Linked DNA regions of Capra hircus: region 2 is linked to region 1. Evidence: chromatin contacts called from public Hi-C data. All regions are on one chromosome and are shown on one strand. Each heading gives the region's core, a stretch centred on a gene start, on an enhancer-like site or on the middle of the called end of the contact. The rest is flanking DNA. Distances are from core to core; before and after follow the strand shown.

Region 1 (2,938 bases), core at 284-2,783:
ACCCAGGAAGCCCAGCTGGTTTTCCTGGCTCCCACTCTGGGAAAAGTTCTAGTCCAGATCTAACGGGACTGTCTGTTAACTTCTCTCCCTCCGTCTCCCACATACCCAAGGAGAGAGTCCTGAGCTTTTCAGAGTCTGTGGAGGTTCCTGATGCTGATATTGAAGGATACTCCCTAGCCCTAAGAACTGGAGTTTTTGACTTTTTAAAAGATATCTATTTATTTGGCTGTGTCGGGTCTTAGTTGCCGCACACAGAATCTTTAGTTTGCAGGATCTTTTATTAATAATTGCAGCATGAGGAATCCTTAGTTGCAGCATACGAATTCTTAGTTGCAGCATGCGGAATCTAGTTCTCTGACCAAGGATTGAACCCAGGGCCCCCTGCACTGGGAACATGGAGTCCGAGCCACGTGACCACTAGGAAAGCCCTGAGAACTGGAGTTTTGAATCAGCAAAGGCCCAATTGTCCTGAGATGGGACCCCTACCCCGCAACATCCCACCTCCCTTAGGGACTTAGTAGTATGGAGACCCTGACTCTTAAACTCCAGCCCTGCTGGAGGGTGAGGGTCCTGGCTCTATAGCTCATGTCTATCCCTACATGCCCGGTCTATCCCCTACACCCCCCACACACCGGACCCCTCCCTCATAGTTCCACACAGTGGTGACTTATTCCCACATGACTGTAGGCAGGGCTTGACAGGGGCCCAGCCTGGCTTGAGAATCTCCTCCTCTCAGCTCCAGGCTTCCTCTGTGGAATTCTCTCTCTTCACCATGACCATGGGCTCTGCTCTCCTGGAGAACTTTGGGGCCACTGTGGCAAGGGCCTCCCTACCTGCCAGACCAGACACCCCATTGGAAAGTATCACCCCCTGGCCTGCCCCTCTTCCTTGAAGCTGCCTAATGGGGAGAAAGCCCAGGATCCTTAGGCCCTGGCTCCACGAGAGAGGGACCCAGAGGTCACGCCCTCTACTGTTCCACTCTGTGCCAGGAAACAGTCCCGGATTCCCACCTCTGGGGCCAAGGACTGCAGGCCCCACCTCAGAGCTTCTGCGAACTAAGGTCCCCCGACTTTGAGGGCCTCCCCCGCGCTCCCGCACCGAAGTACCTTTGGAAGTTGCAGGGCCAAGTGGAGGAGGGCTCCAGAGAAATGCCCTGAAGGAGCCCCACCTGTTGCCCCGTGAGGTATAGACTCAGACTTCAGATGCCCCTCCAGAGCCTGGCTCCACAGCAAGAGAAACGCTCTCTCCGCTCCAAGCTTCAAGTTCTAGCCTGCTGGTGGCCCTCACTCCCTCCACTCCTCTGGATCTGACAAACAGGCCTCCCTGGGATCTGGACCGGCAGCGGCTGCTCTGAAGCAGAGGATGGCGGGATAGAGGAGTGCTCCAGCGGGCCTCCTAGTGGGCGGCGGCGTCACCGCCAACGGGTATCTGGCCGGGGGCGGGGTTTGGACAGGGTAGGGCCCGCACCGCCGCCAGGTGTGTTGGGCTGAGGAGGGAGCGGGTATAGAGGCCGACAGGCGCGCTTCCCGGAAGGCGCCAGCAGAGGGCGCGCGAGGACCGGTCAAGAGGCCCGGCGTGTGCGAAGGCCTGTGATGGGGGTGTGGTAGACAAGGCGGCAGGTGCCCTGGAGGAACCGCCCAGGGGCTTCTCTCCGACTCCCCCGGGTGGGAGCTGGGGCTGGAAGTGTCCGGACTGCGCGGCCTTTCGCTCCTCAGGCAGAGGTGCCCGATGGGGATGTGGCCTAGCGCGCCCCTCCGTGGGTGGGTAGACCTTCCCCATTACCGGGCAAGGGAGTAGGGTCTGTATATTCAGGACTGGTGACCTTGATGCTGAACCTGGTGGGACCCCCTTCCTCAGACACCTCAGGTCGAAATTCTGTGCCTCAGTTTCCCCCTGCGTGAGTTCTGTCCTTGCTCCCGGAAGCTCTAAACTGGGGCACCAGGTGGGGTGATCCCGTGAAAGGGAATTAGTATGCCCCCGCCCCCGCCCCCGCCCCGTCCCCGCCCGTCCCCGCCCCGTCCCCGCCCCGTCCCCTCATTGATTACCCTGACCTCGCCAACCTTGAATCTAGAGCTTGGGGGGAAGTAGAAAAAGATGGGAGAGGAGAGGAGTGAGTGATGGAAGAAGTGACACTGTAAAAGCAAATGGAAGGGAAGGATGGAGGAAGAGGAAGGGGAGGAGGAAGGGGAGGAGTAGGGCGTGGGTCGGTGGGTGGGTACGAAGAGGGGCTTAGCCCTCTTAGCGGAAGCTCTCCCGAGACTGGGGCTAGCTGCGCCTGCTCTGGGCTGTGATGAGGCCTGAGCTCTCCGCTGCGTCCCAGAACCATCGCTCTGCCAGTTGCCGCCCTCCAGCCTCCATGATTTATAGCTGGGCCAGGCCCAGCGACCTTGGGTGGATAACTAATGAGGGGTCAATAACGCTACAGAAAAAGTGAACTGGTGAGGGAGGAGGAAAGAGGCCCATTAGCCGGTCCATCTCTTTCCTCCCGGCATCCTCTCGCTAAATCCCTGGGCCTCTCATTCAGGCCCCTCACTGGGAGGGTTTTCCTAGAGACTCTTGATGGGGTCTGAGGCCTTGCATATAGGAAGGTGGGTTGTGGGAGGCAGAGCCTGAGTCTCAGCATCTCCATCATCTGGTTCTTATTGAGAGGAGACCAAAACATTCTCCTTGCAGTCTGCCAATTCCCCTCTCCCTGTTCAAGGTCACCTGGGTCATCCTCTGGATCCCCAGTCCATTTTCAGCACTACAGGGGACCAGAGTTGGGGGGAAGGAAGCAGCTCTCTCAATACCTGGCCTCACTGAATGTATCTCCCTTAATTACCTGTCAGCATCAAGGTGCTGGCCTAAGCGCTTTTTCACTTTATAGTCCCATTTTGTGGATGAAGAGTTAAAGCTCAGAGAGAGGAGCAGTCAGCCAAGGGAGGAGCTGAAACTTGAA
Region 2 (2,700 bases), core at 40-2,539, 320 kb after region 1:
CTCCATTTCCCAGATGGCAGGATGGGATTAACGCTTGCTGTGCACTCGGCCTCTTCCGGGGTCCTCCTTTCCCTCCACAGCGGCTGCGGATTGAACTCGGAGGGCTAGAGCCGGGAAGGAAGGAGACCTCTGGGTCAAGCCTCGGCATATGGGGAGGATCCCTCAAGTTTGGGACATCAGTGTCTCAGTAATTTGCAGGTCTTGAAGAGAAGCTAAACTGGGGCCCGATGGATCAGTTCAGGGAAGACCTCAAGCAGAGGAAGGGGCAAGTGACTCCGGGGTGTCCTGGAGAGACCAACTCTGACCCAGAGAAGTGCCTGAGTCAGATGCAGTTAGAGCCCCTTCCCCTTTCATCCTGGACTGGGTGGGGGAGGGCTGTGGAGAGAAGGTCTTCAAAGCTTGGGGCAGATTTCCTAGAGGGAGTAGACGACGTTGAGGGTTCTGAAGGAAGAGCAAAGAAAGAGGCCAAAGATCTGGAGATTTCTCTCCGTGGCTTCTGGTTGCACAGGATGGAGTATGGAAGGCCCAGGGCAGAAGGTGATAAACAGACCCACAAATCCTGGGAGAAAAGCAGACAAATGGACAGAATCGGGCTTTTTTTTTTTTTTTTTTTAAGTTTCCAGGCCGAATTCAGATTCTAAAACCCCCAATTCTCCCAGTGGCCTCGGAACAAAACCTGTAAAGCTGGAGGTTTTACAGGTTTTAATCTGAAGATATATTAAAATAACTGAGGATCCTCTGACCCTTCACCAGCTCCTGAGGAAAGTCTGGGGGATTCACCCTCTATCCCCCACAATATGTGCCATGCCTTCCCTCCCTTCTCCTCACCCTTTCCAAGCCCTTCTGGGAAATATAGTTGCTTCACAGCGCCCTCCCCCCCAACACCCCCCCCCCCCCCCCCGCCAAATACCAGGTCCATCCTTCTGTTGCAATGAGGAGGACCCTCAGACTCAGAAGGATCCTTTCTGTAGCCCTCCCTAGTCTTCAAGCTAAATCCGGAGCACTTGCAGCCAAGCTCTTCTAAAAGCTTGCGCTTCTCTGAGACGCGGGCTTGGAGTGCCACCTAGTGGCATTTGTGGAGACGTGCAACAGCAGCACGCACCCTTCAACCCCCCCTTTTCCCTCAACCCCACCTAGAACCCCAAAGTCTCACCCTCACACCACAAGCCCTTACGTGAGCACGCTTCACCTCCACTTTTTGGCACTTCGCCATTAGGAGAGGGCCACGGCAAGAAAAGAGCAAGGGTGCAACTGAGGGGCACATCCTTGGAACCCACAGATGCCAGGGACGTTCTTTCAGGAGCTGGACATGGGCTGAGAAAGGCGCAAACCCGTGTCTCTGCTGGTGCGCCGGGGGTACGGGGGCCGTTGAGCGTAAAAACGGTCCTCCTTGGGCTTTATTGTGGCTCAGACGATAAACAGCCTGCAGTACAGAGACCCTGGTTCGATCCCTGGGTCGGGAAGATTCCCTGGAGAAGGGAATAGCAATCCACTCGAGTATTCTTGCCTAGCGAATCCCATGAACAGAGGAGCCTGGCGGGCTATACAGTCCATGGGGTCGCAAAGAGTCGGACACGACGAGCGACTCACACTTTCACTTTGGGGCGTCTCAAGAGGCTACTTCTTCTTCTGGGCGAGTGCCTTAAGGGGAAATTATGAGTGCCTAGTTGTCCCTGTTCCTACTCCAGCCAGGCGCTCCACTGCAGTCACCCGGGACTTCGGAAGCAAATTCAGAACCCTCCTCGCTCCCGAAATTCAAGCCCTCGCAACGGCCTCCACGCGGGAAAGGTTAGGCAAGAGCTCCCTCTGCTGTCCATAGGTCGGTACTGCTGCAGGCTACCGTGCTGACGGGCTGTAAAACTCAAGGCGAGAGGCAGGATCTGTGTCTCTGATCCTGATCTGATCTGCGGGCAGACATCACAGCCATCCCTCTGCCGTCAGAAAGGAGGTCCCTTACCCAAACGGGCATAAGAGGCTTTTCTGATATTTATGGGTTTGCACAAGGAAGAAATGACTCTGCTCCAGAGTTCCACCCCTACTGCTAGTTCTGTGCTCTTTCTGCTGCTGGCCCACACCCCCAACTGACACAGTGTCTGGCAAGTTATAAATTTCTTCCTCTATACTATGATTGTCAAGCCTGTCAGAACAGGGTGTGTTTCATGGGTAGTAATCTCCAGATAGAAAGTCAGGGGAAGGATGAGTACCAGCAGGTCAGTCCACTCAGAGCTATCTAAAAAGTGGTGAGAAGTGATGACTGTGTGTCTGGCACTTCTAGAAGAGCCAAGACTCCAGGATTTTCAGGTGACCACCAGTTATTCCCCGACAGAGAACCCCCAAGACGGCCCTCTCATGGTTGACACACACTGATTTCTGCATTTACCAAGTACTTCCTCTTGCTCACCTAGGCGGCCACCATCTCCTGTTGACACCGAACACCTGACCTTGGGACAGCCACACTCACCAGAGCCCCAATTCTCAGATCCACTCCCACCCCTTGCAAGACATTCTCCAGGCCTGGACTATTAGGAGAAGCAAGGTCAGAGAGGGCAGGAACCCTGGTCAGCTGTGGGATGAGGCAGTCTGTAAAGGTTACCGTAGGTCTTTGCCCTTGAATTTGGCCCTGTCCTTAGAGAAGAGAGGGAGCAATGGATGTGTGTGACAGAAGGAGGGGTAGAGGGCTTTGAAGTCCCTCCCAAATGA

What was found. Hi-C and Micro-C count contacts between places; a contact is called where the count stands out from the background.
Region 2: a contact with region 1 is called in a Hi-C map of blood, with 3 times the contacts expected there. The contact joins two enhancer-like sites. A contact is called at or near these places in 3 of 5 Hi-C or Micro-C datasets (all in blood).

What each region holds. Positions count from the first base shown.
Region 1 is chr26:29,347,463-29,350,400 of ARS1.2, forward strand. No RefSeq gene overlaps it. Among named protein-coding and RNA genes, the nearest start is that of POLL, 18 kb to the left of the region's middle. Within about 2 kb of position 1,534, at least 3 of the 5 cell types and tissues checked have an H3K27ac peak or open chromatin away from gene starts, as enhancers often do.
Region 2 is chr26:29,663,237-29,665,936 of ARS1.2, forward strand. No RefSeq gene overlaps it. Among named protein-coding and RNA genes, the nearest start is that of LBX1, 16 kb to the left of the region's middle. Within about 2 kb of position 1,290, at least 2 of the 5 cell types and tissues checked have an H3K27ac peak or open chromatin away from gene starts, as enhancers often do.